4 separate regions of the Sus scrofa genome follow, and regions 2, 3 and 4 are each linked to region 1. A link is a contact called in public HiChIP or PLAC-seq and promoter capture Hi-C data. All regions are on one chromosome and are shown on one strand. Each heading gives the region's core, a stretch centred on a gene start, on an enhancer-like site or on the middle of the called end of the contact. The rest is flanking DNA. Distances are from core to core; before and after follow the strand shown.

Region 1 (6,592 bases), core at 1,578-4,077:
CTTGTCAAACCCCCCTTCATTAACACCTCTCATTCATAAAATTTTAATATCACACAATGTTTATCTCTTTATGTACTGTAAATATTGGTTTTATACATAAAAAGCATAATTTTTTTTCCTTACAAGAAGCAAATTTTGTCCCTGATGAGAATGTACAATTCAACACATAGGCATTGGTGATCTTAAAGCAGTTTCAGTAGTAGTTCAGTGGAATGCTGGAAGCAAGAATATACTGCAGCGGGCCAAAAAATAAATAGCAAGAAGTGGGAAAAAGAGAGATAAGGCGAGTAGATGATACAGTCAAGAACTCTGGCTGTGAAGGAGATAAAAAGACAGGAAAATAAACTGGAGTGGTTTATAAAGTTAAGGAAGACTATTTTTAAAAGCTGAAGGAAAAATGTGAGAAGGGAAAGGCTGATGATATAAGAGTGAGGGAATAACTATAAACAAAAGAAGACCCTGAGGATGTGGGAGAGGATGACACTGGGGAACTTAAGTGAAAAGATCTGCCTTCCTTAAGGAAAAGGAATACTTTTCCCTCTTTAAACAGAAGGAAAGCAGGTTTGTGTATTTGGCTGCAGAAAGATGATGGCTTCTATTTTCTCTGTGGAATAGGAGAGAGAGTCATCTATAGAAAGAGAGAATTCCTCTTCTCTACAAATACCATCTGCTACTCACTAATAATTATTAAGCTACTTAAAAATATCTAGTTTGCAGGGAACTCCAATAATCTATTATGTTTACTGTTGAGAAACAATGTAGAAATCCCAAGATTCGGTAAGAAAGGCTACCTTTATTGCCAAGAGAGCTTTCCCACCAAAGGTATGTTAAGTTTCAGATGATTTTTCATTCATCGAATTCCTCTTTTTCTATGGTCTCAAGTCAAAGTGTGCTCTGTTGTTTCCAACACTAATTTTTCCACTTGTAATTCTGATCCCATTTCCTTTTCTCTCTTCCCAAGTCTTAACTCCTTTTCCCTGGATCTTTAATCTTATACATTAGTTACCTGCTTTCTGCTCCCAAACATAAAGTGTCTGATATTCTTTGAAACAAACAAACCCCAAATCTTTTAGGGACCTTGCCACCTCAACAATCTTTTGCTTCATGGTCCAAAAGAAGAAGCAGGGAGTTCCTGTCGTGGCGCAGTGGTTAACGAATTAGACTAGGAACCATGAGGTTGCGGGTTCGATCCCTGCCCTTACTCAGTGGGTTAACGATCCAGCGTTGCCGTGAGCTGTGGTGTAGGTCGCAGATGCGGCTCGGATCCCGCGTTGCTGTGGCTATGGCGTAGGCCGGCGGCTACAGCTCCGATTCGACCCCTAGCCTGGGAAACTACATACGCCGCGGAAGCGGCTCAAGAAATGGCAAAAAGACAAAAAAAAACAAACAAAACAAAACCAAAAAAAAAAAAAAAAAAAAAACCCAAAAAAACAAAAGAAGAAGCACTAGTCTGCACGTGCAGTCTCTCCTCTCAGTAAATGATGCTTTAAAGCAGTTTTCTCAAATAACCCAATGACTTCCTAATCATTAAATCCAACGACCTATTCTCAGACTTCAACTTTGTCCTTTGATCCTTGCAGTATTTCATGTCCCTAATAAATTTGCCCAAAACAAGACAAATACTTCTTACCAAATTATGTGAAATTTCATCTGTTTTTGTTTTCACCTCGAAAGCTTCTTTCAGATGTACTTGTAAGTTTTTTTTTTTTTTTTTTTTTCTTTTTAATCTTTCTATTACCTCCACCTAAACCACTGTTTCAAACTCGATATATCCCAAACTCCACAAGATTCTTCCTTTTCATGTAAGGACTCCTAACTTTATGAAGGTACCACCTTTCTGATGAAGCGTTGGCTTCGGGTTCAATACAAATCCACCAAACCATATCATTCATCACTTTTCCATACTCGCTGTCACCTCCTCAGTTTTGATTCCCATCAACTCACTTCTGAAAAAATGCAACACTCTCCTCACCCTATTCCCCACCCCAGGCCCATCCTGGGCGACACGCTCTAACAGGACGTCCGCTTAGGTCAGTTAAGGATTTTGTCCTCCACAGTAGAAACCTGAGGCTGAGATCAGAGTCACCGGTATTCCAGCTCACTGTGCGTTACAAGACCGTTTTCCCGTGGCAGAGAACGGCGAGGGACCCAAAAAGCCAGAACCTCTTGGGCCTAGGGCCTAGAAACACTGGCAAGTACACCGCTCCCTTCCGGCCCAGCTGACAAGAAAGACCGGAAGGCCTAGTGGGAGGCACGGCCCCGGTAAACAGCACTGGAGACGCTTCCGTAGCCCAGCCTGGAGTTCAGAGCCTTGGCTATTCCGTCAACCCCCCAGATTTCGAGCTGTCCCCTATCCGCACACTCCCAGCCCCTCACACTCACCCCGACACCAGGGCCAGCCAGTGATTAGATGCGGGGTCCTCTCCAGAGCGAGGCTGAGGAAGCTGAGAAGGTCGTGAGGACCCCTGCAGTTGAGGTGCCTGGTAGATTGCCTGACTAACAGCCTCAAAGAAACCAACAGTATTGGAAAGATTAAACGAGCGGGAAGACGCTGAATGAGAAATATGTCTTTTGAAGTTTAGGATATAATCTTCTAGATCACACAGAATCTAGAAAAATAGGGAGTTTCGCATCTTCTGGACTCAGGCGCTCATCCGCAGTCTAAACCAGTTAGGGGTGCCCCTACAGTCGGACTGGCGGGGTCCGGAGGGGCTGTGCATTATCCAATGGGTGAGGCCCAGAAGTAAAGCCAATGGCTGTGGTCGGGAGAGGCGGGGACTAGGGGGAGGAGAGAGGGGCGGGGTCTAGAGGAAAGGAGGCGGTGATGGGAGGAGGGGGCGTGGCCAAGGAGCCGAAGGGGTGGGGCGTGCGCTGGTGCTTAAGTGAGGTGGGAGCGTGAAGATGGCAGCGGTTGAAGAAGAGCCAAAGCCCAAAAAGCTGAAGGTGGAGGCGCTGCGAACGCTGAGGTGAGCACTACCTGACGTAGGGTGGAGGGCAACGGCGCCTGCCGCTAACCTTGGCCCACGTGGGGTTGCGCGGCTTCGGCGCTGGGTGCTATCCTCACCGCCCGCCTGAGGCCAGCGCTCGTATCCGCTGGGCTGCGACCCTTTGCCCGGCGCCTGCCCAGTTTAGTTCAGTCTCCGCCTGCTCGCCCTTGGCCAATCACAGCGCTGGCGGGGCGCTCGGAGCTGGCGGTGGAAGGCTGTGGGCGCCACGTGGGAGCCGGTCCGCACAGGGCAGATGTGACCTAGGAGGACCAGACCCGACCTGAGCCGCGTCACCTGCGGCTACCTCCTTTTTCCTGGGGATAACGAGGAAAATGCGTAGCGACTGCACTACCCCGGGAGAAAAACAGAATTTAGGGGAATTTTCGCGGAAAGACGTCTTCACCTTATTTTTGGTATATTCGCTACTGAAGTCTGGTACCTTTGCAGACCCTTTTCCAGGGACCGGGACCCCACCTCCGAGGCTTTGCGGGGATGGAATTTGCCTGAATGGTTAGGAAAAGTTGATTTTTCTTACTTTCTTTGCATTTTTTGGCAGTAGTGGAGATAGTTCTCCACCTAATTTTTGCTTTACAGGTGATTTGATGTTTCAGCTTTTGCTTATTGGTTAATATAGTATCCCCTAATAAACATGAGGTGTAGTATATATATTCTTTGCTGATTTTGAAATGCTCCTTGGAAGGCAATAAATTTTGTGTCTTAAACTAGACATATCAAACTGATTTAGAACTCTTGAGACACTCCTAATTGTACAAGACAAAGCTCACTTCTTCCAACATTACCCTTCACCTCTGAAAGAGTGAATCATAATTGAAAATGAAAGGTCACTAAGGGATCTGGTGGTGTGTTCATGCTGTTTGAATGGTTAGTGACCAAATCCCTGCCAGTGCCTTTAATATATTTCATATTAATACTCTGGTTTCTCTTCAGATCGTATAAATCTTTCGCCTTTTAATATATTTCATATTACCCTCAAAAGGGCAAAGGTTTAGTGTGCCTACCTTACACAAAGAAAATAAACTTTTTTTTTTTTTGGATTCCTCAGGATGTTCTATTTTTGTTTTAGGATTTCAAACTATAGACTAAAGCAAAGGCTTTTGAATCAGACCTCCCTGGGTTAAAGGCATGTGCTTCCCTCCTTTGATCATTTATTAGAGAATTTCCTTAAAAAGCACCTCCTTTACAAATTTTCCTCTTTCAAATTGGAAGACAGCTGCAACTTTTCTGTTATCCTACATACAGCCCTCAGATTTTCTGTTCATGCTAATCCATTTTCAAAGTGCTTTCCTATTTTACAAATGAGAAAATGGAAGCCTGAGTGAAACAGTTGAGGAAATGAAGTATGAACCCAGAGCAGCTGGGTGCAAATTCATTGTTATTTGACTTTATTGTGTGCTTTTCTCTGCTTATGCATGCTTAAAATAATGATAAATAATAATGTTTAATATGTATTCTGTCAGCATGTTACCTACTTTAACTCATTCAATCCCACAGCAACCCTACAAGGAAGACACTATAATTATATCCATTTTATCAAGGAGAAAACAGGTATAGAGAGGTTAAGTAACTTGATCTGGGTCACCTATCTAGTAAATGATGGGGTTAGGATTTAAAAACAGTCTGATTCTAAGTCTGTACTTAGAATTTAATTACCATACTAAATTTATCAACTTTATGCAATTTATCCAAAAGCCCTAGTGAACTCTAGGGTAGTTCTCAACCAGGGGAAATATTGTCCCCCAGGGAACATTTTGGCGATGGCTGTAGACATACTTGGTGGAGAGTGCTAATGGCACCAGGTAGGTGGGATTTAGGAATGATGCTAAACATTGTACTATGCACAGGAAGCCCCCTACAACAAAGAATTATCTAGACAAAATTGACAATAGTGTGAGATTGAAAAAAAAAATTTTGGTTCTAGGGTGAGCAGCTGACAAGTCTAGCCTCTCTTTCTCAAATATCCTTTTTTTTTTTGGTCTTTTTAGGGTCACACCCTCTGCATATGGAGGGTCCCAGGCTAGGGGTTGAATCAGAGCTGTAGCTGCTGGCCTATACCACAGCTACAGCAATGCCGAACATGAGCCGCATCTGTGATCTATATTACAGCTCAAATCAATGTTAGATCCTTAACCCACTGAGCAAGGCCAGAGATTGAACTTGCATCCTAGTTTTTCAGTGTGCAGCAGTTACTGAAGTTGCAAAGAATAAGCTGGCTCTATCATGTTTTCTTCTTACTGAGTTACAGAACAGAAGAGGACATTGAGTGCCAGGCATTATACTAGGAGCTTTATATATACTATCTCATTTAATCCTTCCAGCAACCTGTGAAGTATGAGTAATTATCCTTGTGTTACAGATGAGGTATTTAGGGTTAAAAGAAGTTGAGAGAAACATTTTTTGGTAAATGCTCCCTAGATGAAGATGTTCCATGACAACTACCTATATTTAGATCCACTTAATTTTCTTTTCTCTCCTTTGAAAAATATTGTCCAAGTTCATTTCTTTAGCAGTCATTTTTAAGGGGACTGTGTTTTTTCAGTCAGTCTTTCAAGCCTTCTATTCTAGGCATGGTGCTAAAAATTAGGTACATATGGAGAGAGACCTAAGACCCAGGTATCATTCTCCAGGTGGAAGATGAATGGGGTTTGGGAAAATGATACCAGAGCATTCTGAAAGATGACAAAGAGCTAACTGGGTGTGAAATCAGGTGTCTGGCTTTATAGAAAAGTTTGTTTGGAGGTAGAAATGGGAGAGAGCTGCCTCTGTTTGGGAACTACATTTGTTTGGTCGGACTGAAGCGAGTGTAGGGTCCAGGCTTTGAGCTGGTCACCTTCGCATGTATCATCTTTCTGTTTCTCTGTGCTTCAGCTCTCAAACCCTAATTTTAACTGTCTGCTACATATCTCCTTCTGAGTGTGTTGCTGACACTTCGAAGTCATATGTATTAAACTAAATCCATCTACTATCCTAAGTCTACACCTTCTGTGGTCCCTATGTCTGTTAATGGCACCACTAACTTCTCTTACTCCAAAGTTTGGAATCTAGATACTCGATTCATTTTCCCTCTGCATGTAGTGTAGTTATCAAAGTTAATCTTTTCTTCTTCAGCAACATCTGATAAATTCCTTTTCTTTTCCCTCGCTGCTGCCACAACTCAAGTTTAGACTTCATTTTGCTTAGACTTTATATTGGCTTTCTAACCAGTCTCTCCACCTCCAGTCTCAAGTTCTATCTAATCATCGTTAATCATAGCTCTAGTTATTTATCACAGCAAATATTTGTAAGCTGTAACGGTGTTAGAAATGGTTGAATTTGAAGAGCCCACTTCTTAACTCTCTCTGAGTCAGCAGTTATGCATTTTTCTGGGTCATGAATTTTAATCTCTATTAAAAAGGAAAAACTGCAGTTCTCCAATCAGCAAATGTTGAGCTTTTCTCAAATTATTGATTCCCAACCATTTTACTTTCTTTTTTTTTGCTTTTTAGAGCCGCACTCACGTCATATGGAGGTTCCCAGGCTAGGGGTCTAATCAGTGCTATAGCTGCTGTCCTATGCCACAGCCACAGCAACGAGGTATCCAAGCTGTG
Region 2 (6,592 bases), core at 1,475-3,974, 360 kb before region 1:
TGGAGGTTCCATAAAAAACTAAAAATAGAGTTACCATATGATACTGCAATCTCACTCCTGGGCATATATCCAGAGAAAACTCTAACTCAAAACAATACATGCAGAGGTCTCATTGTGGCTCATCAGGAATGAATCCCCTGACTAGCATCTGTGAGGATGCAGGTTCAATCCCTGGCTTCAATCACTGGGTTAAGGATCCAGCATTGCGTTGTAGGCCACAGACACGGCTTGGATCTGGTGTTGCTGTGGCTGGGGTGTAGGCCAGCAACTACAGCTCCAATTCAACCCCTGGACTGGGAACATCCCTATGTCACAGTGTGGCCCTAAAAAGACCAAAAAGGAGTTCCCATCGTGGCTCAGTGGCTAGTGAATCTGTCTAGGAACCATGAGGTTGCGGGTTTGATCCCTGGCCTTGCTCAGTGGGTTAAGGATCTGGCGTTGCCGTGAGCTGTGGTGTAGGTTGCAGATGTGGCTCAGAACCCGTGTTGCTGTGGCTCTGGCGTAGGCCGGTGGCTACAGCTCCGATTGGACCCCTAGCCTGGGAAACCTCCATATGCCACGGGATAGGCCCTAGAAAAGACAAAAAAAAAAAAAAAAAAGATACATTCACCCAAAGCAGCACTATTTACAATAGCCAAGACATGGAAGCAACCTAAAAGTCTATCAACAGATGAATGGATGAAGATGGATGTATCTATAGCTATATAGATAGATATCACTTGACCATAAAAAAGAATGAATAATGCATTTGCAGTAGCATGGATGGACCTAGAGATTGTCATATTAATTGAAGTCAGATAAAGAAAGACAAATATGGAGTTCCTGTCGGGGCACAGCAGAAACGAATCTGACTAGGAACCCCGAGGTTTCAGGTTTGATCCCTGGCCTCGCTCAGTGGGTTAAGGATCTGGTGTTGCCGTGAGCTGTGGTGTAGGTCACAGAGGCAGCTCAGATCTGATGTTGCTGTGCTGTGGTGTAGGCCAGCAGCTACAGCTCCCATTAGACCCCTAGCCTAGGAACCTCCAAATGCTGTGGGGGCAGCCCTAAAAAGACAAAAAAGAAAAAAAAAAAGACAAATATATGATGTCACTTATATATGGAATCTTAAAAAAAATGATACAAATGATACAAAACAGACATAGACTCATGGATATAGAAAACAAACTTAGGGTTACCAAAGGATAGAGCAGGAGGGTCCCAGAAGAGATAAACTAGGAATTTGGGATTAGGATATACACACCATCATGTATAAGATAGGTAAACAAGGACCTACTGTATAGCACTGGGAACCATACTCAATATCCTGTAATAATCCATAATGAAAAATAATCTGAAAAAGAATATATATGTGTGCGTGTGTGTGTGTGTGTAACTGAATCACTTTGCTATACACCTGAAACTCACAGTAAATTAAATACTGTTAAAAAAAGAAATACAGTGAGTTCCTGTTGTGGTGCAGCGGAAACAAATCCGACTAGGAACCATGAGGTTGCAGGTTCAATCCCTGGCCTCGCTCAGTGGGTTAAGGATCTGGTGTTGCTGTGAACTCTGATGTAGGTCACAGACGTGGCTCAGATGTGGTGTTGCTATGGCTCTGGCATAGGCTGGCAGCTGCAGCTCCGATTGGACCCCTAGCCTGGGAACCTCCATATGACAAGGGTGAGGCCCTAAAAAGACAAAAGAGAAAAAATAAAAAAATACAAAAAATGATAAATGAATATATTATAATGCAAAAAGTCATAAAATTGATTTAATGGATGCTATGAAGTAGAAAAATGCTCCTGAATTTTTATTATCTAAAAATAAACATCAATATTTGTACTAAAATAATTACTATTATTAAAAATGAAAAAAATTATTGAAAGGATTAAATGAGGTTATGTATATTTTTTAAATTACCACAAATACCAGCTACAATTATTGTTACTCACTAAATGGGTAATAATAATTACCCAATAGGCTGGGGGTGTTCTGAGAGTAGAGATCATCAGGCTTTAGCAGAGCTCTGCATCTAAACCAAGGCACTAAATAAAAATGGTTAACTAGGAGTTCCCTGGTGGCTCAGCAGGTTAAGGATCCAGCCTTTTCACTGCTGTGGTAAGAGGTTCAAACCCTGTTCTGCCAACTTCCACATGCCACTGGCCCGACCAAAAAAAAGAAAAAAAAAAAAAGTAAGAAGCACTTACTATGTTGTCAGGCACTCTATGTGACCTAATTCCGTCCTCTCCACAAGCTATTAGAAGGGCATTCATATTTTCTCCATTTTACAGATTAAAGAAACCGAGGCTGAGATTAAGTCACCCAAGTTAGAGAACTGAAGAGCCACAACTTCAACACATGAAGCCCAAAAGAAGAATTAGTGTCCTTTTATATTATACATTCCGTTCCGCAAAACTCAGGACCAGCAAAGGTCATGGGTGAGAACATCGAAGACGGAAATCAATGGGGCCAGGGGTCAGCAGGAAGTCGCTACAGGACTCTAAATCTAGCGGTCTCTGTCATAGCGGAACTGGAGGAGCGTTACTAAAGATAGTTGACCTAGCTTTCTCAATCGCATCTCAGCTGATGGGACCTTAAGTTACCAGGACTCTGGGGTGGGTGGCGGTGGGGGTTGGGGTGGAGCGAAAATGCATAGGAACCAGCGAAGCGTCCCAGGTGACGGCCATAATGGGAGGGGAAAATGGCGCGTGCGCGGCATCCGGGTTCCTCAGCGCGCTCCTACCGCAGACGTGGCAGAAGGAGTGGCCCTGGAACGTGGGGGTGGAACTTCCGGGGGCGAAGGGCCGGCTTCCTCGGAACCGGAAGTGGAGCCTGGGAGCCTTGACGTTAGGAACGAAGTCGAACCTGGATCTGGAGCCGGGTGAGGAGTGGCTTCGGGAGGTTGGTGGGTAGAAAGCAGAAGAGAGGCCGGGGTATCACTGGCCAGATTGGGGTCCGGTCTCAGAAGAATGGGAGGAGCCCGGGGCGGGGCCCAGGGAGAGACCCTCACCTCAGGCATCCACAGTCCAGGATCAGTCCTAGACCCTCCCTTCTCCCCTCTTGGCCCAGATTCCGGCTCCCGCTTCCTGCCCTGAGCCTGCTGAAGGGCGAGAGACCCTTGATCTACTGCTTAGTGGACCAGCCCTCTCTCTCATCGTGGCCTGAGAAGCTGGCTTGGCTTCTCGGGTTTGAGCCCCGACGCTCCCAGCCTCCACAGTTCGACTACTTTAAGAGTTCTAGGAAGCTTGCCCCGCCCCCTGGGTTGTCACCCTTGACTGTCCACTCAGAGACTTGAGCCTTACTTCAAACTCTTGGGTGTATTTGAAAGGGTTATTTCCTCGAAAAGAAGCTCCTTTTCTGCCATCCCCACTCCCACACTGACTTTAGGAGGATAAAGGTGAAGAGGACGTCTGTCAAGCTTCATGTGGTGCTCTGTGCTAGGTTTAGTATTTGGAAGAACAGCTCCCGAGATGGCGTTGAATTTAAAGAGTTCTAGTCCAGAAGCAGCTCAGTTTTTCTGTGGTCAAAATGGCCCTTCCTAGCAAAGGGGAGAGGCCCATTGTTCCATTGCAGAAACTGAACTTTTTTGCTTCCTGGGCCCCTTCTGTCTATAGGATATTTGGAATGATCAGGCTATGTAGAGTAGTAGATATGATCAGAGAGTCTTCTTCTTGAAAGGACCCTGGAAAGGCTCTCCAGTTCATTCCTCTTTTGCTGGAAAAGATTGTGATAATTTCGGTGGTGGCCTAGATTCATGACATATAAGGAGAGCACAAACTGGAGAGTTGGAGAAGTGCATTGAGATTTGAAATACTCATAGTCCCTCTGCTAGAAGGATAAGGTGAATGATCTTTTTCCGTGAAATGTAACTTTGCCACTGATCTTTGAACTGTTTCCCTGGGTTGTTGTGAGATGTTTTGTGCCAGGCCTGCACTTAATTCTAATCTGGTAACTTGCTAGAGTTTTCAACTGTTCTTTACATTTATTGATTTTTAATGCTTCAGTTCTAAGGTCCATACACTCTTGGTGGGAATACTGGGGATGGAGAAGCACTTGATTTACTGCAGTTTAACCAAAAAATGTCTTTTCTCTAGCCGGTTACTCTAAAATTTGCCTTCTGAGGGGGAGGGAATTTTGCCGATCTGTTTTAGCTATGAAGTCTGAGTGATTAAAAATGACTAGCACACTAGAAGGTATTCATTTTTGTGGAATGAATGGATGCTAGAGTTAATGAATGGAAAGTGGGAACATTGTTTCAGTTACCTGTAATATCACAGCAGTTCATCAGTGGTATGACTAGACACTAGAAATCGTACCACGAGGAATGGAGGCTGCTGCTCCATTCTAGTGGGCCTATCTGAAGTTGAAATTTATACCCTCTTGGCAATGACAAAGCATGGGGTTGAGAGTAACAAAATCCTTACTTTGAGGAGGCAATCTTACCTACTGTCTGAGGCAGAAAATTACAAAGATCCTTTGGTAGTGTGGAAATGATTAGGCCGATCACTGCTTGATAAGCTCCATCCTTTTCTGTCTCTGATTCCTACTGTGAATAGTGCTCTCTCTTTAGAAAGTTGATTCTGGGGAGTTCCCATTGTGGTGCAGCAGAAATGAATTCAACTATATCCACGAGGACGTGGGCTCAATCCCTGGTCTTGCTCAGTGGGTTAGAGATCCGGCATTGCTGTAAGCTGTGGTGTAGGTTGCAGACACAGCTCAGATCCTGTGTTGCTGTGGCTGTGCAGCTGCAGCTCTGATTTGACCCCTAGCCTGGGAACTTCCATATGCCATGGGTGCAGCCTTAAAAAAAAAGCAAGAAAGTTGATTTTGACTAATTTCTCTCTTCTCTTTCATCTAATAGGTGAGACCAAGTTGGGGATGCTCTCATAATGAACGTTAACCAGTCAGCTCCACCTGTGCCGCCATTCGGGCAGCCCCAGCCTGTCTACCCAGGGTATCATCAATCCAGCTATGGTGGACAACAAGGATCCCCAGCTGCCCCCACTCCCTATGGAGCCTACAATGGTCCAGTACCAGGCTATCAGCAAGCCCCTCCCCCAGGTATTTTTCCAAGCTTCCCTTGAGCTAAGGAGCGGAATTAGTGGTCTTCAGGTTGGGTTGTATTATCCTACCTAAGCTGCCTAGAGGGTTGTGGTGATTGGGCATTGAGGAACATGAATCTGGTTCTTGGACACTGAGAGCCCTGTGGACAGTCTTCCTTTCTTTGTTTTTTTTTTTTTTTTTTTTTTTTTTTTTTTGTTTTTTGGTCTTTTTGTTGTTGTTGTTGTTGTTGTTGCTATTTCTTGGGCCGCTCCCGCGGCATATGGAGGTTCCCAGGCTAGGGGTCCAGTCAGAGCTCTAGCCACTGGCCTACACCATAGTCACAGCAATGCCAGATCCAAACTGTGTCTGCTACCTACACCACAGCTCACGGCAATGCTGGGATCCTTAACCCAGTGAGTGAGGCCAGAGATGGAACCCATGTCCTCATGGATGCTAGTTAGGTTCGTTAATCGCTGAGCCATGACAGGAACTCCGGGGTTTTTTAGAAAATGGTTAAGAGTAGATCTTTGGTTAGGCTAGCTGAGAACTTAGGGTATGACAAATGCTTTATGCTTTTTGAGAGAGTAAATTCCATAAAGGGATATGGGAAAAAGGAGGCACCGGTAAGATCTGGGAAATGAATGAAGTTATTACCATTTAAATTATGACTTTGGAAAAAGAAATTGTAAAGTCGTAAGCTTAGGTCCAGGGCTTTGGAAGAGCCTTACTCTGGTTTGGGACTTTGGCTGGACAGAGTCCACCTCTGATTTAATCTGTCAAATCCTGGCTTATCAAGATGGAGTTTGGCATTGCCCCAAGAGGAAGCTCTGTTATTAAGAGGAAAACATACCTAATTCTGTGATGGCTAGTGAGCAGCTTGAGATTAATCATATTCCTGCAGGCAGGTTCTATACTGTCTAATTACTCTTGAGGGCAGAGCAAAAGAAAAACCATTGTTTGAACAGGGGTCAGCAACATTTCCAAAGTGATATGCCAAATAGCTAATTACTTTCTTTCTGCATTTCATGTGGGAAGGATGGTTGGGGTAGTACGTCACTTTGATGGCAGCTCTGATGAGCAGAAAGGATGAAGTAGAGCTTTTGTAAAGACAAAGGTGGCAGCAGTAATTGGAAGGCAGGTGACCTGTCCCAACTGAACAATCGGGCAGAACAAAGACTCCAACCCACAGGAACACTTTCCTGAGCCATATACTATTGGGGATATCACTACTTAGAAGTGGATGAAAAGAAGATGTTTAGGATAAATAGAATATAGGAAGAAGAGTTTGGCAGGATAGTCTCCCCAAGAGGTGCCTTTCATTACAACCTGGTTCAGTACGTTACTTGGTCATCTTCTATGCCACCTTTCTCACGTCACGTTCTAGTTTCTGAGTTCTGGAGTGGGATTTATTCCTTATAAGAGTTGACTTTTTGTCTAGGCTACGAACATTAGACTTGCCTGCATTGAGTGGAAGTGTATGGTGATCCCAAGAAGGCCCTACATTTTTGTGGCTCTGGCTGCAGCTTCACCTATAGTACACCTGTCTAGGAGAGTGGAGGCTCTCAGGCTG
Region 3 (6,592 bases), core at 1,713-4,212, 330 kb before region 1:
TTTCTGGGGCAGTGGAACAAGAAAGAATACTATGTATCTTAGAACTACCCTGGTTGTGATGTTGTATTAATGAATTATCACTAGAGAAGTTTCATAGCTTATCAATATATCTGGTTTAGTATATGTGTGTATCTGTATACACACAAATTTACCAACATATAAATACGGTTGCAAAGACAAGAGGAAGATTTTATGACTTCAGTATAGACTGTGTATAAATAACCTTGTCCTTATATAAGGTTTTGTTTGTTTTTATTATTTTGAGCAAAATGCTAAGCTATTCTGTGTATGATGATAACAGTTTGTGTTTAAATTTAAGAAATCTAGCTCTTTATTTAACATCAAAGCCAACATCATGTTTAATTTTTTTAAAATGACACCTACTTTGAATTCAGTAAAGATCTATAGAGAATTTATATAACTTTAGGCTGGCATGAAACTATATAATATCCCACAAAATGGAAATCCTACAACAGAACTCCCAATAAACATTTTGTTTATATATGAGATGCTTCAATAACTAGGGTCCCACACTTATCGTGACACCTAAAGATGTGGCCAAGGAAACCTATTTAGGCTGGGTTTCACTGCCAACGTGGTTCTTTTTCCAGTTTATTTAATAAAAAATGCTTTTCATAAGAGCATGGAAAGTTTGCTTACCCAGTTTGGACTTTCACAGAAAACAAGAGGAGGGGAAGACCTTCAAAAATACTTCTGTTAAAATTTGATATAGTAGAGACCCTTACAAAAGAAGTCAAATTCAGGACTCTGATTTCTAAGCCTGCACTCTATTTAAATGCTGATGCTGGTTTATAGAATGCAAAATACATATTACAACCATGTGCAAACTAATGTTCAGACTCAAATTTCATTATGTGCAATAAAAATGGTAAGTGATGGTTATGCAAGGGGTAGAATCATCCTTTCCTTTCCTGTCTAATTACACCAATTCACATTGGCATTACTTTAGCACTTTTATGTATAAAGTAGGCCAGTTGTTTATGAATGATTGTGGCCAGAGACTCATGCCTGCTTTGTGACCAGTGCTCCCCACACTTTCTCCTTTATTCCCTATTACCACAGAAGTATTCATAAAAGAGCAGGGAAGGCCAGGTGCTACGGGTCCACAAGGGAAGGCAGCACCAGAAATAGCCACCTAGCTATCCAACTAAAGGCTTCTCTTTCTCTACAGAGAAAGCAAGCAATGTGAATTTTCGCTAGTTTGTGACCCAGCCTGCATTCTGTACAGCAGCAGGCTTGGGGTTATTGGTGGTAGAAGTGTCTGATAGGAGTCAGCTTTATTTGTGTTGCTGGAGTCAGGGTGGAACTTGGGGCTGATGCCCTTACTATTCCCAGGTGTTGCTGTTTTCTATTGTCTCAGGTTTCATTTTGTATAATAAATGGCTTCTTTTGAAACAGTGTCTTTTGCTTGGTTTTATTTCTGGCTGTGATAAAGTTGGAGACTTGGAAAAATACTTAAAACATTTGTTCATTTAACAAGCATTTACTGGCACTACTCTAGGCACTGGGGATTAAGCACTGAACAAGATAGACAAGGTCTATTCTCTTCCGGTGCTTACATTTTAAATGGGTGTTGGGGGTAAGGCTGTAAATGAACAGTAAGGGAACAAGACAATCCAGACTATGATAGGTGCTGTGAAGAAAATAAAACAGCTTGATAGTGGTTTGGATGGAAGTCAGGGAAGTCCTGACAAACTGAGACTCAACAGAAGAAAAAGAACCAGCCATGCAGAGATAAATGGAAAGATTCCAGACATCTGTGATAAGTGATTTTAGCATACTAAATTTACACAACCAAATTAAGTATTGCTCTCCAAAGTAGTCATCTTAAGAACTACAAGTTTGTACAAGTTGTGCTTCCATTACATGGTGCTCATGTATAAATATATGCCTTGAGAATCAGCGGTACGTCTTTGTAAATCATTTTGGGAGGTGGGGGGTGGGGGGGGAGTCAGAACCAAGTCTGATTAAAGCTAGGCATCACAAGGAAGGACAAAGTCTATAAATAGGAATGATACTACTAAGTATCTTCAGAGAATTGGGAAGAGGATTAAGTAAAACAATGTATGCAAAAGTCCTTAAACCTTTCCTTACCCAGTGAGATCGATATAAATGAGCAAACGATTTCTGAACAACAGTAGCTGCTGAAGTAAATGAGGGCTAATTTTTCTTTGCGGCTTCTGGGGTGGTTCCAAACGTAGTCAAAACCAACAGTTCTTGAAGGTTTATTAAAATCATTCCTAGAGTTCTGACCCTGGCGCAGCGGCTCCCGCCAGCTGAGGAGGTGCGGGTTTGATACCTGGTCTGGAGCAATGAGTTAAAGGATCCGGTGTTGCCGCAGCTGCAGCTCGGATTCAGTCCCCGGCCTCGGAACTTCCCTATGCTCCGGGTGTGGGCTTTTTTTTTTTTTTTTTTTAATAGTAATAATAATTCCCAATTTAGCATTTTTCAGTCTCCCAGTTTTATTTGCTCCCATCCTCTCTGCCCTTGCTTAGGTCAATCTTTTTTTTTTTTTTTTTTTTTTTTTTTTTTTTTTTGGTGATGCGCCCGCTGCAGGCGGAAATTCCTGGGCCGGGGGAACGAACTCCCACCATAATAGTGGCAAGGTGGATCCTTAACCCACTGAGCCACCAGGCAACTCCAATCACCTTCTAATCCAGCCGGTTACCACTCGAAACTAGAGTCCGTTTATCAGTGTTTCCTGGGTGTTCCCGGTCCAGTACTGCCCCAAGACTTCAGGGCCCACAAGAGTGGCCTAGGTCAGCAGACGAGTCCCAAAGATTCTCCTCCCAACCTGCACATCGGTCTCTATTAAAGCAGGTCAGAACCCAGCAGCGCGGGTGCCCCGCCAAGAAAACAAAGCGGTGCATGCTGGGCGGGAAAGGGAGCCTCCTAGTTTCAGGAAGCTCGTAGGGTCACGCAGGGTCACGCACGGCGCCGCAGAGCCTGCCGGGAGCTCGCTTTGCAATGGCGACTCCCAGCCTGCGGGGTCGACTAGCACGGCTTGGAAACCCACGGAGGCCTATACTGAAGCCCAACAAGCCCCTCATCCTAGCCAATCATGTCGGGGAACGGCGCCGGGAGAAGGGCGGTGAGCAGTCGGAGCCGTGGAGGCCCTAGAACGGAAGCCGGAGGAGTGCAGGGGGCCGCTGGGTGGGAGGGCCGGAAGGTAAGGGTCTCCTTGTGATTGAGGGTCCTTCCCGTTCTCCACCAGAGGCGACCTGTATCACGGAGATGTCAGTAATGATGGCTTGCTGGAAGCAGAATGAATTCCGCGACGAAGCGTGCAGAAAAGAGATTCAGGACTTCTTCGATTGTGCTTCGAGGGCTGAGGTGACAGGAGGCTCCTGGGGTGCCCTCTTGGGAGGAGAATGGGGTATACAGTATGGTTCTTACTGCCTCTTGCTTGGTGATAAGAAAATTCTTCTCCCTCAAAAAGGGCGAGAAAAGTTTTTGGGATCTACTTGACTCATGCCAAAGTGCGAAAGTTTACAATTTTGAAGGCATCGTGATCTTGAGCGATTTGTTTTACTGCTTTTAGCTTTATCAGATGCACAGTGAGGTTAATATTCATATCTGCCTTAAAGAATTTTGTGAGTGTTAAGTGAAGAAATGAATGGGAAAACCACATTGTAAAATTTAAATTGCTGCTCAAATAGACATTATTCTCCCAAGTGAACTAAAGATAGGAAAGGACAGTTTATTTGGTTTCCAGCTTAGATTTAATTGCCAGCTGGATGATGGCTTCAGATCATACAGTCATTCATGGTTCCCAAGTCCTTTTGATGAAAGAGGACTGAGAAGATGACGCAGCTCTCCAGGCTGGTTAATTTCTCAGTGTGATTTGGGGTGTTGTGAGAACTATTAGCTTAGGTCAGGGCCAACTTTAGAGCTGTCATTTTAATTTTTGTTCTGTGTTTTCAGGCTGCCCGAAAGATGAGATCAATCCAGGAGAACCTGGGAGAGTTGGGGAGTTTACCCCCCAAGAAATTGAATAAGTTGTTACATAGGTTTCCTAACAAACCTCATGTCAGCTGAAAATGGAGAAGCATTTTCAATGACTGGACTGTAGCTTCTGAGAACTATGCAGAGGCTTTTTAGAGATATTTGCATTGTCACACGTTCTTTTTGAAGAGTGGAAGGACGCGAAACACTTTTTTTTAACCCTTTGGAATCATTATGTGGATGGAAATTATATTTTATGTTGAAATAAAATCCCCTGAAGAGAGCTTGGCCTTTTGTTGTGGATTAGGTATTCCCACTATAGTTGAGTCCTGTGTTCTCCCCTACACTCTGGAAAGTCTTTGCTCTGTAATTTGCACCAGGGTCAAGACAAAAACCTTTATACCACTTAGTGTCCTTGCCTTTGTATGCAAAGGATGCATAAGGATGTTGGAGTCTGTTTATATGAAGAGCTTTTTTGCCATTATCTGTAAATACTCACTGACTATCTGTGCATAGCCACTGCAAGGTGCTGCCAGGATAATCAGAAGTTCACAAACTGGTGACCCAGAGGTTTTGGAGATGTATTTTATTTGGCCCACACAATTAAAAGTTTGTTTTTAAATTAGCAGACCACATTCAAAAATTCAGTATCATAAAAAATCCACTTTGGCTGGGGGTGTGGCCAAAAAAATATGCTTTTTAGCTTTTTTTAAAAAAAATCAGGAGTTCTTGGAGTTCCTGTTGTGGTGCAGCAGAAACAAATCTGACTAGGAAACATGAGGTTGTGGGTTTGATTCCTGGCCTTGCTCAGTGGGTTAAGGATCTGGCGTTGCTGTGGCTGTGCTGTAGGTTGGCAGCTGTAGCTCCGATTCAACCCCTAGCCTGGGAACCTCCATATGCCATGGTGTGGCCCTAAAAAGCAAAAAAAAAAAAAAAAAAAAAAAAATCAGGAGTTCTCTTGTGGGACAGAGGGTTAAGGATCTGGCATTGTCACTGCTGTGGGTCAGGTCCCTTCTGTGTTCGATCCCTGGCCCAGGAACTTCCACATGCCACAAATGCGGCCAAAAAACAAAGAAAAATCCAAAAATCTGGTAACCTTTTATTTCCCACATGGAAATAAAGAATCAAATAGAGCTGATTATCATTAGTTTCCATTCTCCAGTGATCTAGCCACAGGACTCTCAAATGGTGAGACTGAGGCTTAATCGGCAATTATCTTCTTTGTTTATCACCTGTTCACTTCTCTCTATGTTACTACCTGGTTGCTGACAACATTTTTGCGACCTCCTGATATTAGAACAATTGAACAGTATTTTTTGCATACTTTGCCCTTTCAATCATAACTGAGTTAACTTTTTCTATGTACTTTACAGCATTAAATGCACAAAGGGGTCAGTGGGGGTTTTAAAGCTCCAGTAGGATAGTTATTAAGATAAAAATGGGCCTTGCCTCCTTGACTCCGCGCAGCTACCTCTTCCTATAGCCCTCATGTCCCTTTGCTGGATACTGGGCAATTGCTGGGTTCTGCAGGCTGAGGTTGTCAGCCTTAGGAAGAAGCTCTGGGCTTAGGTATTTTGGATTAGTCTTGGAAGTACTTAATATCCGTCAGTAGACTCCCAGTAAGAGTCTATGAACATAGATGGGGGAAAAAAATTTGTCTTTTTTTTTTTTTTTTTTTGTAGGTCAATTTGTCATCTTTTTTTCCCTTTTTTTAGGTTTTTCTTTTTTCTATTATAGTTGATTTACATTGTTCTTTCAATTTATGCTATACAGTAAAGTGACCCAATCATATATATACACACATTTTTTTTTCACATTATCCTCCATCATGTTCCATCACAAGTGACTAGATTTAGTTCCCTGTGCTATACAGCAGGATAATTTGCTGTTTTTAATCTGCAGCTATTTCTAAAATTATCCAAAAGGTTTTACCAAACTGTTCCAGATTTGTTTATGCAAACAAAACCAGAATTTATGGGCAAACTTTTACTTACTTTGGTCAATGGTGGCCAAGAATCCTTTGTTCCTCTCTGAAACCCAACAACTCAGCTTTGATTGTTTCACTTAGTATCCCCCTGATTGGCTGCCTACTGCTGTATTGATTGGTTAGATTAGTGGAGAAGTTCCTCATGGAAAAAAATTTTGTCTTTAACCACAACAGAAATTGAGCATTTCAATTAGGAATGTGGAAAACAAAACCACAGTATTATTAGCAGTATCTATATGAAATCACAGTGTTTTCATATATTGTGATTTGTTAAAGATATCTCAGTATCACTTACATTCATCACTAACTTGAAAATTATGGTAGTTGTTACACTTGCTGCTGTATCTTATTTAATGTGTAAATAAAGAAGCACTATGTTACAAACTTAATATTTTGATAATTGTATTTCAACATGTTTGGTTTCCTTTGTAACTCTTTATTTATAAACAATCTGAGAAAGGGATCCAGAAGCTTCACCAGGCTGCAAAACGGCCCATGGCACAAAAAAAGGCCAGCAACCCCTAGATTCAAAGGCCCCACTGGCAAACTGTACAACCATCTTCTGAAATCAAATGCCTTCTCTTTTTGGTGCTTCGCCAATTAGACTCCATAAAAAGTCTTATGGAATGCAGGCTTCTG
Region 4 (6,592 bases), core at 1,104-3,603, 300 kb before region 1:
GATGGAGGGACCTGCCGGGGGGGAACACGCGGTCACAGGTGGGTATGGAGAGTCGGGCGTGGAGCGTTGAAGGGGAAAGGGCAAGGGGCGCGCGCGGACTAGAGTCAGCGGTGACATCGGGGCAGGAGAGCCCCGAGGGGAGGAGGAGCCCCGTGCTGAGGGGACGAGCAGACAGGAATGAGGCCACTACCAGGGCCGGCCGGCGGGAGGGACAGGGGGAGGGGAACGCGGGCCGCCCCGAGGGGCCGCCCGGGACGCCCCTGCGGGAGGTTTTGGTGGCCACGGTGAGGGAAGTCTGTGAGGGTAGAAGTGCGGGGACCGTGGGTGGGGGCCACACTCTGAGAGGGGCGGGGGGGGGGGTCTTCCCAAGGGCGTCTCACCCGGCGGACTGGGCGGCGTCCCCGCTGTCCCCGGGCTCCGCCACGTCCCGGGGCTGCCCGGCTTCCCTGCTCTCGGGGCCTCGGGCCGCGTCGCGGCGGCTCCGCCATCTCCGAGCGAACGCTCTGCCGCAGCCGGGCCCAACCACCGCTCCCACCGGGGGGGAGGCGGCGCGCTGCCGCTAGCGGCCCCGTTCGGGTCCCTGCCGCCTCCGGGCCTGGCAGCCGCGCGGCCGAGGTGCGGGGCCGCCGAACGGTGTTCCGCAGCGCTCGGCCGAGCCGCCGCCTTAGATACAGCAGGCTCTGCGCGCCGCCGGCAGAGGCACCCCCCTCCTCCCTGCGCGGTGGCACAGTCTGGCGAGCGTCGGGCGCCGCGTCTCTGGGTGCAGGGGCGGGCCGAGGGTGCGGGTTCTTCCACTCCGCCCGGCTGAGGGGGGGAGCCGGGCCGGCCCACTGAGGGACGGGGCGGGGGGGCGGGGTCGGTCCTGGATGCCGGCGGGGCCTGGGGGCGGGGCGAGACCCGGAGCTCAGTCCCTAAGGGCCCAAGTTCTTCCCTCCACCCCAAACTCGCTTCAGCGGCTGGGGGGACTGATTGGAGGCTGATGAATTTATGAGGAAGATTAATTCTTAAATGGGCACAAAAGGAGTGGGAGAAAGTACATCTCTCCACCTGAAACCTTGTAACCCAGGCTGCTAAAATCTAAGCCTCTGGCCTTAAGCCTCCAACAGCAGTAACACCATGGACTGTTTAAAGGTTATTTTATTAAATATCTTCAGTTCAAGGTTTCATTGTAACAAAGCTATGAAGGGTCTACCAACATTCAGAACAAACACTATTTTTAAATTATTTCTATGTCGTCATGCAAAAATTCTGCATCAAATGCCTTCCATTTCCTGTTTAAAAGGTGTTTTTTTTTTTTAATAGTCTATTGTCTATAGATGCTGACATTAGCCCCAGAAGAGGAGTAAGAATGCTTAAGAAGTGGGGCTGGAGCAGCCATATGAAGCTATGGGTCTTAATGAACTCTAAGACCATTTGTCTTCAAGCCAGCAAAACCAAACCCTGTGGTGAAGGTGTCTGCGTGCTGGTACTGCAGGCTGCAGGGCAGTAAGGGGCCCAGGGGCTGGGGCATGCAGGAGGTGCTCCGAGGAGCCTGGCTAAATCCAAGCACCAGCACCTATAAGTCTGCTCTCTTCTCAGCTGGCTCCAAGGTAAACCTGTAGCTTTGCCTCTTCCCCCAGCTCCTGTGCTTCCTTAAGGCAGTCCGGGGAGCTAGGGTCTACCCATCTTTTCCCCCAATAGTGCAGACAGGTCTGCACAGTTGTTTTGGGGGGAACCAAGGCCATGACCAATTGCTCCTCCATTATCTTCTCTGCTGTCTGCTTAAAGCATAAATTTTTCCCTCCTGGAATGGAACTCCTTGAGCACAGAGAGGGACAATGAATGTAGGAGCCTTGGCTCTGGACATCTCTTTTGGGTACATGCAGGTGAGGGTGGGGGTGATGCCCATGCAGACTGTCCAGCAATAAGTCTGTACTTCAGGTGGTCAGTAAAGAGACGCCTCTTTAAAGAGGACACCTCCTCTTCTTGCCAGAGTAGTCAGGTCAATCTCAAAGACAGGAAAAGAGATGGGCGTGCAGGACGGGAAGAGTAAGGAGGGAGGCACCCCTGAGGGCAGCCTGAATGCATAGAAACAACCATCAACTCAATCCCACTGCCTTACTCCTCCCATCCCACTTGGCAGAGGGCCCAGGCCCAGATGAGGGTCGGCACAGGGACCACCACTGTGAAAAGGCAAGACAAAGATGGTCCGAATCAGCACAGAAACAGAACTGCCAAGGGCAGCAGCGGGAGCCGAGACCAAGGCCTGGCTCTCTCCTTGCTAAGTTATAAGAAAACAAACACGAAGCAAAGCGGCAACCCCTCCCACTTCCCAGCTGCAAGGATTGGGCCTCTATATCAGGGCCCACGTGCATTGTGCATCCTATAGAAATGGATGAGTAAGTGAGTGCATGTCAGACTAACACGAGGTTTCTCATCAGCTTCGTAGCGGACACACTTCTGCAGCACCAATTCTCTTCCCTTCTACACTACATGGTACAGTACAGCAACGTCCGGGCCACTGCTTCTCAGTCCTGAGGCCACTGCTTTTCAGCTGCCTCCACAGCAGGCTGGGAGCTCTGAGTTCTCTCCCAAGTAGGTCTGATGGCCACGATGTTCTTCTCATCAGCCTCATTCTAGGTGCGTATACAAATTCTGAAGAAGTCCATTCCTAGACCTGGGGCGGGCAGGCCACCTCAGGGGCTGCAATCACATCACAGCCCCCAAAGCTCTGTCAGTCTTTGCCTGGCCCCCCGAGTCCATGGAGGCCAGAGGTTGAGCTCACCTCTTCAGGGCTGGTGGGTGAGCCCAGTGCTTGTGCCAGGATGGGCATCACACAAACTCCTGCCTTCTTGCTAGTCCAAGGGCTATCGGTGGTTTTAAAACGCATCATGGTATGGATCCCATTTTTTTTTAAAACAATCTTTTTTTTTTTTTTTTTTTTCCTTAAATGTAAAAAACACCTCGGTACAGCAGAGACAGACACGAAGGGCGGGCGGGAGGGCTGCATGCAGGGGCGTGCATTGGCTGCTGCCGCTTTGTAATTTAATTGTTTTAAACCTCAAACGAACAGAACTGCCACTGTCGCTCAGGCCCTCCAGAGCCACTGGCTGCGAAGGTTTGACCTCCGGCTGGGATCTCCTTATGCCCCTGTCAAGACGTGGTAACAGAACAGAGGACAATACAGACACAGATGAGTTCCCAAGACTTAAACACACGCCACACCTGGCTAAGTCTGCCTGAGAACCTGAGAAGGTGGAGAATGGGGGAGAGGCTAGTATTTACTTTCTTTCCTTTTTTTTTTGCCACACCTGTGGCCAGGGATTGAACCTACACCACAGCAATGACCTGAGCCGTAACCAACTGAGCCACCAGGGAACTCTGAAAGCTGGTATTTAAACATAACATTGTCTCATGATTGCTGTATCTTATTTAATTCTCACAGCAATGAAGGAGGGGGGCACCACTCCTTCCCTCTTTTGACACCCGAGGAAAGTGAGGCTTAGGAAGTAATCTGTCTGAGGTCACTGCATTTGGAGGCATGGGGTCAGACCCAAGTGTGTTTGATTTCAGAGTATAACTTATTATCCACCCCCCCCCACACACACACACACACTCTGTCCACAGCCTTTGCTACTTTTCTGGGATGGCCCATATATCCTCCCCAGGTGCTTCCTCTCACCCTCTTCTTCCTTCCCTGCCCCCACTTGTCCCAGCGCCCTGTGCCCCCCAACCAGGTGCACCTGTGGCTGAGCTCACTGCAGCGGTGCGGCAGGGGCCCCTGAGCAGTGGTAGTGGACATTGAGCCACTTGCCATCCCGGCGGTGCCAGACCCGGGTCTCCTCCGACTGGCTGGTGCGAGGCCGACCCTGCCCATCGATGTACTGGGTGAGGCGGATATAGGCGATGCAAGCTGCGTCCTCTCCGATCACGTGGACATGCGGGTTCAGGATGGTGGTGTGGATGGGCTTGCTGTTCTTGGATAAGACTGTAGGGAGCAGGGTAGGGTGGGGTAGGTAGGAGGGTGTCAGGCCTGGGCACTGGCATTTTCCTCCCAGCCCGCACTTCCCAAGTCTGTCTCTCTCTTGCAACCATTGTGGAGTCTCCAAGTCCCCTGTATACCTTCCAGAGGCCAGGAAATCCCATCAGATTAGTCTTGGTTATTCAAAAGGAAGAGAAAGGTAGGGAAAAATGATAATAGCAGCTACTATTTTAATCTGGCATTGTGCTGGGGGGTTTACACGTATAAGCTATATTCCTTGGTCAGTATTATTTTCTTCATTATAAGATGAGGAAATAGGCTCAAGGAAGTGAAGTAATTTGCCCAAATCACACAATATTTGAACTCAGGACCATCTTAATGGAAGCCTATGATGATCTTTCTACTGTTAGGCGAGTTGAGCTTTCATGAGGGTTGGTTTGTCCATAATTAGGGCTGTAGAGCAAAGTCAAGAACTTAAAATAGTTAAAACTGATTGCTGATTTTAAAAGGTCCAAAGTTTAAAAAAGATCACTAAGGCACCAAGCTCAGTATATTCCCCAGGGTTCCCAGGATTCTCTAGTGGGGGAACCAAAAGAAGAGGGATTGCATTATCCCAGCAAACACCGTGCCTTGTGTTGCATATATTGAGATTCACGTTTCAGTTCAATTCTAATGTCAGGGGCTACGTGAGACCTTCCAGGGAGCGTCTACAAACTCTGGAATTGCTCCTGGCTAACAATTACTTAGCTAACCTAGGTGAAACTGAGACATGGAGAGGATGGTAGTTAGTAGAGAAAAGAGTGAGGAAATAAAAGGGCAGGATGGGGAAGGCCCAGAATAAAGTGCAAAAGATGAGAAAAAAATGAGGAGGAGGATGGTCTTAGAGAGTGGAGAGAAAGCTGGGAGGTGATGGGTCAGCTTCTTTATCCTCTGGGACTTGCAGGGACTGTCCAGAGGGTACCCCCCCAAACCCCAGCCCCAGCTGGGCCTCCCGTCTCCCTGCGTGGCCAGGAGGAGGACCCTAGCCACAGCTTCTGATCTCACGATCACCCACAGTGCCCTGCTACTCGCTTGCACATTCTTATCCTGGTTTTAATTTCCTCTATTGTGAAAACCTGCGGACACAGAGCTTCATCATGACTCGTTGAGATCACCTCAACCTAACCACAAATGGTTTCCCAGCATCTTGGAAAGAGGTGAGTCTTAAAGCAATACAGTGACCCTGATCATGGCAACTGGCATTGCTGAGGGGCAGCTGCAGGATGGAGGGGCACACGGGGCTGGAGGAGGGCCTTCAAAGGTACAGTTTAAGACCATCCTCTGGGCACAAGGAGGCAAGCACACAGCCCAGGGTGTGGCAGGCAGGTCAGTAAGGGAAACGCGGGCAATGGGGAAGAGGAGAAGGCGAGCAAGCAGGGGGTGAGGGGCAGGCAGGAGTATCTCAGCAGCACGAACCCACTCACGATTCTCAAAGTAAAACTTATGGAAATCCATCCCTTCCACCAGGTTACCAAGGGCCTCAGGCTCAAAGGAGGTGAGGCCTGGATCACAAATCTTCCTGTAGGGAAAAAGAAAAAGCAGCCCATCAGTCTTCTATGGGAATTACTTGTTTTTCTTCCTGTGGAGGAGGCTTGATCCCATGGCTGGGATCTTAGGGCCCCACCTGCTGAACCGCTTGGCTCTGCCCTTTCAACCCTTGGCCAGGACACCAGAGGTGGGCTCCATCACTGATGTCTACCTGGAAGGGCTCCCAGACTAGGGGCCTGGTGTTTAACTCAGATACCCAAGGCCCGCCTTCTTTTTTCCCCGGGTCCTAGCTGCATTGGGGGAGGAGGGAAGTCCTGGCGAGATGACCTGGGACTCAAGGAACTAGGTCTCTACTCACGTGTAGGCCTCAAAGTCCCCATTGTTGATGGCCTCAATCAGCTGTTCTGTGATCTTAATGATCTCCTGTTTTCGCACTGTGGGGGGAAAATCCAGCAATTTACCTGTGTGAGACTGGGGATCTCCCAAGTGACAGAAAGCCCTCCCCTGTCCTTCAGCGAATCCCCTGTGATCTCTTTGACAAAGACATCCCTCTTCTGTCTTTAAGCCTCTTGCAGGAGGAGTGAGTCCCCCTTTTCTCTCCAGTCCCCCTCTGTTGTCTGCAGAGCTAATGACCCTCTCCTCCTGAAGCCCACCTTATGGTTCTTGGCCTGTGCCTCCCTCTCCATCAACAACTAGGATGCAGGAAACTTTTCTGTCTTTCACTGCTGAAGACCCTGACACACTGAATATTCCGCCCTCAGTCTGTGCATCCCATCCCCAGCAGGTTCAGCCTCTCAAAGGAGCATCCCCTGTTTCCACCACCCACATACTTCTCTCACCTGAAGGGGCTCAGTCAGGTCTCAATTACCCCCACCTCCCAGCCTTCACTCAGTGGCCAGAACTTAGCCCTGGGTGACAGCCAGCCTGAGAGCAAAATCTAGCCAGGGATGAGGGCTCCAAAGATGAACAGAGCCATGGGATGGATGCTTAATTCTCTTCTGCTCATCTCCTCCACAGGGCTTTTCTGGGATAAAGGGTCTTAGAACCATAAACACTCTTTTTTAAATGGAGCCTCTCACCAGAGACACAGCTCCATTTACCCTG

Evidence for each region. Promoter capture Hi-C pulls out the DNA fragments that hold promoters and counts their contacts. HiChIP or PLAC-seq counts read pairs in DNA pulled down with a chosen protein or histone mark.
Region 2: an H3K27ac HiChIP or PLAC-seq map of alveolar macrophages shows a contact between it and region 1. The contact joins the promoter of SEC24C here to the promoter of ADK in region 1. A contact is called at or near these places in 1 of 5 promoter capture datasets (fetal liver) and 1 of 2 datasets of contacts at active chromatin or transcription factors (alveolar macrophages).
Region 3: a promoter capture Hi-C map of fetal liver shows a contact between it and region 1, with 4 times the contacts expected there. The contact joins the promoter of CHCHD1 here to the promoter of ADK in region 1. A contact is called at or near these places in 2 of 5 promoter capture datasets (fetal liver and liver) and 1 of 2 datasets of contacts at active chromatin or transcription factors (alveolar macrophages).
Region 4: a contact with region 1 is called in a promoter capture Hi-C map of fetal liver, with 5 times the contacts expected there. The contact joins the promoter of LOC106506035 here to the promoter of ADK in region 1. A contact is called at or near these places in 2 of 5 promoter capture datasets (fetal liver and liver) and 1 of 2 datasets of contacts at active chromatin or transcription factors (alveolar macrophages).

The regions. Positions count from the first base shown.
Region 1 is chr14:76,833,245-76,839,836 of Sscrofa11.1, forward strand. It overlaps ADK (adenosine kinase), which reads left to right and starts at 2,828. Exons shown (of 11, transcript XM_003359240.4): 1 at 2,828-2,966. The coding sequence starts at 2,902. AP3M1 (adaptor related protein complex 3 mu 1 subunit) reads right to left here and starts at 2,430. Exons shown (of 9, transcript NM_001243516.1): 1 at 2,383-2,430.
Region 2 is chr14:76,470,982-76,477,573 of Sscrofa11.1, forward strand. It overlaps SEC24C (protein transport protein Sec24C), which reads left to right and starts at 2,725. Exons shown (of 24, transcript XM_013983347.2): 1 at 2,725-2,860; 2 at 4,841-5,040. The coding sequence starts at 4,869.
Region 3 is chr14:76,504,356-76,510,947 of Sscrofa11.1, forward strand. It overlaps CHCHD1 (coiled-coil-helix-coiled-coil-helix domain containing 1), which reads left to right and starts at 2,963. Exons shown (of 3, transcript NM_001190155.1): 1 at 2,963-3,112; 2 at 3,236-3,354; 3 at 3,946-4,905. The coding sequence starts at 2,989. The coding sequence ends at 4,059. It overlaps FUT11 (alpha-(1,3)-fucosyltransferase 11), which reads left to right. Exons shown (of 3, transcript XM_001928248.5): 3 at 1-1,421.
Region 4 is chr14:76,533,976-76,540,567 of Sscrofa11.1, forward strand. LOC106506035 (undifferentiated embryonic cell transcription factor 1-like) reads right to left here and starts at 2,354. Exons shown (of 7, transcript XM_013983327.1): 1 at 2,309-2,354; 2 at 2,102-2,162; 3 at 1,440-1,475; 4 at 381-879; 5 at 100-295; 6 at 1-11. The coding sequence starts at 2,354. It overlaps CAMK2G (calcium/calmodulin dependent protein kinase II gamma), which reads right to left. Exons shown (of 21, transcript NM_214193.1): 18 at 5,847-5,922; 19 at 5,425-5,519; 20 at 3,723-3,967; 21 at 2,906-3,129. The coding sequence ends at 3,735. It overlaps NDST2 (bifunctional heparan sulfate N-deacetylase/N-sulfotransferase 2), which reads right to left and starts at 720. Exons shown (of 16, transcript XM_005671114.3): 1 at 381-720.